2 separate regions of the Pan troglodytes genome follow, and region 2 is linked to region 1. The links are chromatin contacts, called in public HiChIP or PLAC-seq maps. All regions are on one chromosome and are shown on one strand. The core of a region is the stretch at or near the end of the contact, and the rest is flanking DNA. Distances in the headings are between cores, read along the strand shown.

Region 1 (3,803 bases), core at 485-2,984:
TTTTGGAGTCTTTCCTAAACTCCTTGGGGCTTATTTCTAATCATGATCAGCATCTGCACGCTCTCGTATATGTAAAAGAAATTAATGAATTATGAGGGCCTTTCTAGACAATCATGAGCCATGTTTCTGCCAACCCTTGCTGTATTTGATGTGCTTTGATGTACTTCTACTTTGTGCTTTGATGTACCTCTACATCAACCTTCGCTGAGCACAAGGCAATTCCCCCTCCTTTGAGTCCTTAGATTCCCACCCAGTCTGGGAATTCACGATAGAAACACGACGGGACACAGAACTAATATAACCAAGATGCCACCACAAAATTCAGTTAAATGTGCTGAAACATGAGGCGGTAAACTGTGTCCCCGACTGTTTCGGATTTCTGAACCAGCAGCTTTGTCTACGAAACACACATTCAGGATACCGTGTAAGGGTTAGAACATGTTACCACCACCAACTGTTGGCAGTCAAGACAGTAGTTGATAAGCCACCCGTCTACCAATCTCCCTCTTTCTGCCTAGGAACCATGGCGCGGACGGAAAAACGAAGCCATGGTGACTAATCCTCAGGCTCCAGGAGGTGACTGGGGTGAGTGAAGGCGACTTGACCCAATCAGGAGCGCCGCAGGGGCGGAGCAGCAGCCTCGAGGCTTCCAGAAGGGGCCAAAGGCCTCTCGCTGGCTACCTGACACCGGGGCTTCCCCGCCGCCAGGCCCCAAGTGGCGTCAACTTTCCTCCACCAGAGGGGGACCGCGCTCCCCGCGCCCCCCAGGAATCCGACTTCCTCCGCAGCTGTCACCAGAGGCCGGCGCGGGGCCCGCCCCGCTCCATTCATAACCAGGACCCCAGCCGTTGCAGCCCACAGCGCCGCCCGCCCGCCGGGCTTCGGGAGGCAAAGGTGGCGGCGGCGCACCGCGGGGTAGGGGCTGCGGGACCCCGGCCCCTCAGGGCTGCGGCCGGGCCCCCTCCCCGGAAACAGCAATGCACCACGGGAGAGGGGTGGGGGCCGCACGCCGCCAGGAGGGGACGGCGACCCCCGGCGGCGAGACCCCCGCGCGCTCCCCCACTGGCACACGCCCCCTCGCCCCAACTGCTGTGGCTCCGGCTCCGCCAAGCGTCCAGCAGCCGCCCGAAGGTCCCGAGGCGCGGCCCGCCGCCCAGCCCCGCCGCCGCCGCCGCCGGGGGCACAGACAGCCGCCACACATGCCGCCGCCGCCATGTTCGAGGCGGCCGGCCGCGGGGCGCTGCGGGGACGTCTTAAGGGCGGCGGGGCCCAGCCGGAGCCCCCCAGCCGCCCCCCAAGGCCAGCCCCGCGTCCTGGCCCCTCCCGCGCTCCTCGGCTCGGTACTCACGTGAGATAACGGCCCAAAGAGTCGGGTAAAGCGTCTTCTCTTTTTCGGCGGAATTTTTAAAGAGGGATGTGGTTACCTTGAGCAGAAATACCCAAGGCGGCCTGGGCCATAGGCTGCGGGAACGACTTGGGGGTAAAAGCGCGGCACCGACACCAGCTGTGTGCAGCAGTGGCGGCGGCGGCCGAAGGAGAAATAGAACAGCGCAGGCAAAAGAAGAAAGGCGCGGGCTGGGTGGGAAGAGGATTCGGACTCGTCACACTGCAGAGCAGCAGAGCGAGAAAGGATGAGAAGAGGCAGAGAAGGCGACGGCAGAAGAAAAAAGGAAAAACTGCGGCCGCGATCAGAGCCTGAAAGTGTGAGAAGGCGGCGCCAGCGACGCCAGTATTTATATTAGGGGGCGTGGCCTGGTGACATCACAGCTGGCCGGGCAGCCGCGCGAGCGGGGCGGAGCCCGGTTGCAGCCCGGAGAAAAGGGAGGGGGACGGAAGAGGAAGGAGGACTGAGCCCGGGAGAGAGAGGGGAGGGGTCGGCGCGCGACCGGGTCATGCAGGTGCAGACTGGCCGGTCGCTTCCCGCCCTCCAGCCACCCGCAGCTCCCCGGCAGGCGAAGGGCGGCCGCGCGGGTGTGGGCCGGGAGAAGGAGGCGGCTCGGCTGGAGCGCGCCGTCCGCCCGACCCCCGCCGCCTCTCGGGCGCCTGCGCTCACGCTGCGGGGCCCGGCGCATTGTGAGCCGGGTCGAGCTCCACGCTGGCAGCGTCTGAGAGCTGTCCTGGGCCGGAGGTGGCGCGAACCCTGTGCGGCCTAGAGTGGGCCTGGGGTAAGCCTGTCGGCGCCGCTGCCGAGCCTTCGCGTCCAGCTCCCTCCGCTTTGTGAGGCCTGTAGTTTACCCTGGGGAGTGTCCTCCCGGGCTGAGGCGCCCGCCCTCGGTGATGCGGTACTCATTTAGGGAAGCGAGTTCCTCGTGGCCAGAAAGGACCGGCCCAGTGTCCGGGTGTTAAAAAGGGTTGTGACCACGTGAAAATGTCCTCAGTGCTCGAACGTTGCAATACGGTGCAGTGGAAATTTTTTAAAGGAATATGGCTTTTATGTCTTCATTTTTAAAAGGATTGGTGGAGTCAGTCCCAAGCAGGACCCGCGTTGGAGAGGGGATTACTGATGTTACAAGCGCACATTACTTCAATCCCCTAGGTCTCATTTTCGCGGTCGTTTTAATTTTTCTACTCCACAACAGACTTTTTTACTAGGGGTTCTAAGATTACCTACATAGCTTTTAATTTATTTTCATCTTTTTTAGATGCCTCAGCACTAATGATCATGATCAGAGACCCCGAGTTCTCTCGTGCTGCTACGCTTCGCAACACATAGCACAAATGGAATATGTGTTGACACACCCCTCTAAAGTTAAGATCTTTGATATTAAGACCCTGACTTTTTTCCCTTTCATTCTTCCGAACCCTCTGTGTACTTTGAGCAGCACTGTGGTTGATTAATAAATCATCAAATGTGAAAGGAAGAAAGCGACCTTCCTGTGTGGAAAAGCAGGATATCTTGCGAGGCTGTATGAGAGAGTATTCGGTAGAATCAGGAGCTGTGGACGCATTCCTGATTTTGTTTTTCCTTATTTTGCTCGGCTATATCTTGGCTCTGTCTTTTATTTCTTCAAAGTTCTGTTCTATTCAGAACATTTGAAAGCACAGCCATTCACTAGACCCTCTCTGGTGGAGGAAGAAAAACTAGAGATGAATACAGTATTTGAAACCTTGCTTACAATCTAGCAGGGGAAATAAGACAGCAATACAAAATAAATTGTTGGCTGATACAAATAAAATGCTGCAAGGACCAAGTGGAGGGAAGAGATGATTGCAGCTAAGTGAGAGAAAGGCTGCTGGGGAAAGGTAAAGAGTGATTTTGAGAAAAGCCTTTCTAGACAAAGGTGCTTCCTTTTTCACCAAACTCGCCTGTTTGGTGATTTTGAGAGTAGATGTTCCAGTGTTCCAGGCAAGGGAAACGGATGAGAGAAGGCACAGAAGTGGGTGGGTTTAGAGAATTGTGAATAGCCTTTCTGGTTCCAGCATAGGGGCATGGTTGCAAATGAGACTGAAAAGGTAGATTAGGGTGACATCAAGAAGACATTGGAGGCTGGGCGCAGTGGCTTACACCTGTATTCCCAGCACTTTGGGAGGCCGAGGAGGGCGGATTACCTGAGGTCGGGAATTCGAGACCAGCCTGACCAACATGGAGAAAACCCGGCTCTACTAAAACTGCAAAATTAGCTGGGCATGGTGGCACATGGCTGTAATCCAGCTACTCAGGAAGCTGAGGCAGGAGAATCTCTAGAACCTGGGAGGCGGAAGTTGCAGTGAGCCGAGATCACACCATTGCACTCTCCAGTCTGGGCAACAAGAGTGAAACTGCGTCTCACAAAAACAAAAACAAAAAATTGGAACTTGGACTT
Region 2 (3,662 bases), core at 996-3,495, 150 kb after region 1:
GGAGATGTGTAGTCTTTAGATAGGTGGAAATGGAGGAAAAGGTGTGACATGCCCATGGCTACCTAGTATGCTTCTATGCATAGTACAGTTTTTAAAAAGTGAGTTGCTTCTCTGTAAAAACATATTACTTTACTATTAGAAACCACTGGAGAGCAATCATGCCCTGCTTGTATTAAACATCTTTGCTAGATTTTTATTTGATTTTTTGAGATGGGGTCTTGCTCTGTTGCCCAGGCTGGAGTGTATGGTGCAATTTTAGCTCACTGCAGCCTCGAACTCCTGGGCTCAAGGGGTCCTCCCACCTCAGCCTCCCGAGTAGCTGGGACTATAGGCATGCACCACCATGCCCAGCTATGTTTGCTAAATTTTTAAGTGAGATACATTAAACCTCATAAAAATTAGAGCTAACATTTACTGAACACTCTGTTATACTGCCTCCCAAGTATAACATGGTAATTAAAACACTGGAGGCCAGGCACGATGGCTCACCCCTGTAATCCCAGCACTTTGGGAGGGCCAAGTGGGTGGATCACTTGACCTCAGGACTTGGAGACCAGCTTGGCCAACATGAGGAAAACCCGTCTCTACTAAAAATACAAAAATTAGTTGGGTGTGATGGTGCACGCCTGTAGTCCCAGCTACTTAGGAGGGCAAGGCACAAGAATCGCTTGAACCCGGGAGGTGGAGTTTGCAGTGAGCTGAGATCGCACCACTGCTCTCCAACCTGGGCGACAGGGCGAGACTCCATCTCAAAAAAACCCCCAAAACTAAAAAAAAACCCCAAAACATTGGAAAGTTGCGCGAGGTATAATTCAGTTTAGAAATTAAGAATCCAAGACAAAAAGTCTGCCTCAGGACCACACACAAGCACGAAGAAACCAAGATAGTTCAAGCATAGACCTTAAAACTGCACTGTCTAAAGCTGTTGTCACTGGTCTCGTGTGGCTATTTAAATTTTAATTAAAGTGAAATAAATTTTAAAATTCAGTTACTAAGTCACACTAACCATATTTCAAGTGCTCAATGGCTCCATGTAGCTAGTGGGTACTGTACAGACAGCACAGGATAACATTTGCATCATGGCAGAAAGTTTTAGTGGACCTAACCAAAAAAAAAAAAATGCCTTTAGGCTCATTTCGTGATGGCAGATAAAAGCCTCTGGAATTCTGATAAGTTGCTGAAGCCATGTTATAGAACTGGTTATTGTAATTGCGTGAACTTCATCCAAAACTGGTGAAAGCGTCAGGTTGGGGATAGTCTGGTGGTTGTTACTTTCTGTCCAACCTAATACTGAGGCTCTGAGAAATTCTGTGGTGAATTTCTGTAGGGGGACACAGCAGAAAAGGCATAGTATAGGTCAGAAAACCTGGGTCCTATAATACATAGTAATAATGACGACCATTTACTGGTTGTTTCCTATGTACCAGGCACTGTGCTAACCACAGGCTTCATTTAATCCTCACAATACCTGTGTAAGGTATTATTACCACCACTTTGCATGTGAACAGGCTGAAATTCAGAGGAGTAAAGTCACACAACTAGTAAGTAGGAGAGCCTGGATTCAACACCTGGTATCTATTCCCTTGCGCTGAACAACTCCGTGCCCTCACTTTCTTCATCTGTAGATCTAAAAGGATTAAATTAGAACATCTCAAAATTTCTACTACTTCTAAAACTCTGTGTTCTAAATTAGGACATTACTATCTATCTCCCCAAGCTAATGAAATAAGCAGGGTTCCTGGGAGGAGCTTGTTACCTATTTTTCTCCAAAGGAGATGCCTTCCCCTGTCTATGCCTCTGTCCTAAAACCTTTGGTTTCCCACTATCTAATGTGGTTTCAACTATTTATGAGGCGCTTTCGTGGCAAGGAGTGATTCTCTCCAGTAGGCAATCCTAAGAACGAGCGCAGTGCTTGGCGCACAGTAAATGCTCCATGGACCATTTATGAAATTAAGTCTAAGTGGACTTCAGGAAAATGTGAATCTGCTAAAATGAACTACTAGCCAGTATACTAGGTAGAAAACCTAGCTGACGAAGAAAACCCCAAGTGGAGAAGCCCTTGTAGGGGGCTGGAGACAATTTCTGACCCGCAGAAACCTGAAGTGGCGCTGACGTTTACAAGTGGTGGACAAAACGCCACTTGCAACACTGGAAGAAGCGGAAAACCCCACCCACTCTGGAACAACAGCAATCAGCCCCGAATCTAGGGGCCCCTTGCCGCCCCGTAGCCTCCTAGTCCCGCCCCTCTCCCAAGGCCCGGCAGTGGCAGCGGCTGCGGCTGCGCAGTGGCGCGGGCGTAGGCGGAGCAGCGCGCGCCGCGGTCAGCTGACTGCTGGGCTGGCACGTGACTTGTTCTGTGTTCGCTTGGGTAGAGGAAGCCGTGAGGCCGGAGCTTAGGTCGGGAAGGGATGGAGCGCTGAGCCGATAGCGTCCGCTAGGCTGCCTGCCTCCGTACTTGTTACTGCTGCTACTTCCTCGTTTGACACCTTCCTGGGTCAGTGAGCGATGGCTCTCCCCGGATGGGGAGTCCTGGTCAGGCCGAAGCTTGCGCCGCGGTCGCTGCCTGGGAGGGACGGGGGTGGGTGCGGGGGCAGAGACCGTGGCGTTGGAGCTGGAGCTGGCTGGGTGGCTGTGTCTGCTTTCTCGGCGCCAATTCACCGTCTTGGGCCTAGGTTCCGTCTCTAAGGAAGAGAAGGAGGGAAAAAGAGAAAGAGCTCTCGTGGGTAGTTAATGACAGGCAGAAAGGAGAGATACAGCGGTCTGGGATCTTTCTTCTTGGGTAGGAATGCACGCCGCCTGACTGATTGAGGGGAATGAAGTGACAGGTCCAGGTGAGGCTATGGAGTGGTGTGTGTGAGGTCACAGCTAGCGCAAGTGCCTTCACTGGGTGTGTGTTGGGGGGGGGCGCGGGTGTCGGGGGGTCGGGGGTGGTGGGATGACAGTTTAAAGGCCTAGGAGCCCCTAACTGCAGGCAAGGAACCCTCACAGAGTACACAAGGTCCCTCTAGGAATGAGAAAGAACAGGAATCCAGAGAACTCAACTATTTTTTAGTAGAATGGGGGAGGGTAGGCAAACAAAACAAAACAAAACAAACCCCTAGAAAAGAACTTGGTGAGAGTCACATAAGGCATATTGAATCACTTGAGAAATAGGAGTAAGGGGGAAGCTAGTATTCTTTTCAGAGGAAAATTCTGGTATGTTAGGGAAAAATCACATGCTTCAGTGCGAGCCCAGTACTTAGCACCGCTCTGGGAATGGAACGGGTGGGATGTGAACAGTCTATCCTTAGGAGTTAGCACTAATGTTGGAGAGAAAAGTCTACACACAGGACACGTTAAAATACGATGTAGTTTATGTATAATTACCAAAAAGAGAATGCGAAGTGCTTTGAAAGTGTGGAGCAACGACACGTGTAAACTGGCACTATGGGAAGATATTCTGGAGGAAAGAAAACTTGAGTCTTGGCAAGCCCTCAGGATTTGAACAGGTTGAGAGAAATGGGGATAATTTTACAGGCAGGGAAAGCCACAGGATTTGAAAGCCTGAAGATGGGGGTAGGGAATGCTTCTGGTGGAGTCAGAAGTAGCTTTTATAGTGGATTGCACTGCGGAGAAGTGGGAAAGAAAGTTGGGAGTCAGGTAACGAGGACTTTTGAATGGTA

What was found. HiChIP or PLAC-seq counts read pairs in DNA pulled down with a chosen protein or histone mark.
Region 2: a contact with region 1 is called in an H3K4me3 HiChIP or PLAC-seq map of stem cell-derived excitatory neurons, with 5 times the contacts expected there. The contact joins the promoter of ATP6V1C1 here to the promoter of AZIN1 in region 1. A contact is called at or near these places in 2 of 7 Hi-C or Micro-C datasets (blood and stem cell-derived neural progenitor cells) and 1 of 1 datasets of contacts at active chromatin or transcription factors (stem cell-derived excitatory neurons).

Annotation. Positions count from the first base shown.
Region 1 is chr7:113,120,290-113,124,092 of NHGRI_mPanTro3-v2.0_pri, forward strand. AZIN1 (antizyme inhibitor 1) reads right to left here and starts at 1,735. Exons shown (of 12, transcript NM_001301719.1): 1 at 1,349-1,735. It also overlaps the pseudogene LOC104007709.
Region 2 is chr7:113,274,392-113,278,053 of NHGRI_mPanTro3-v2.0_pri, forward strand. It overlaps ATP6V1C1 (ATPase H+ transporting V1 subunit C1), which reads left to right and starts at 2,246. Exons shown (of 13, transcript XM_001155312.6): 1 at 2,246-2,494.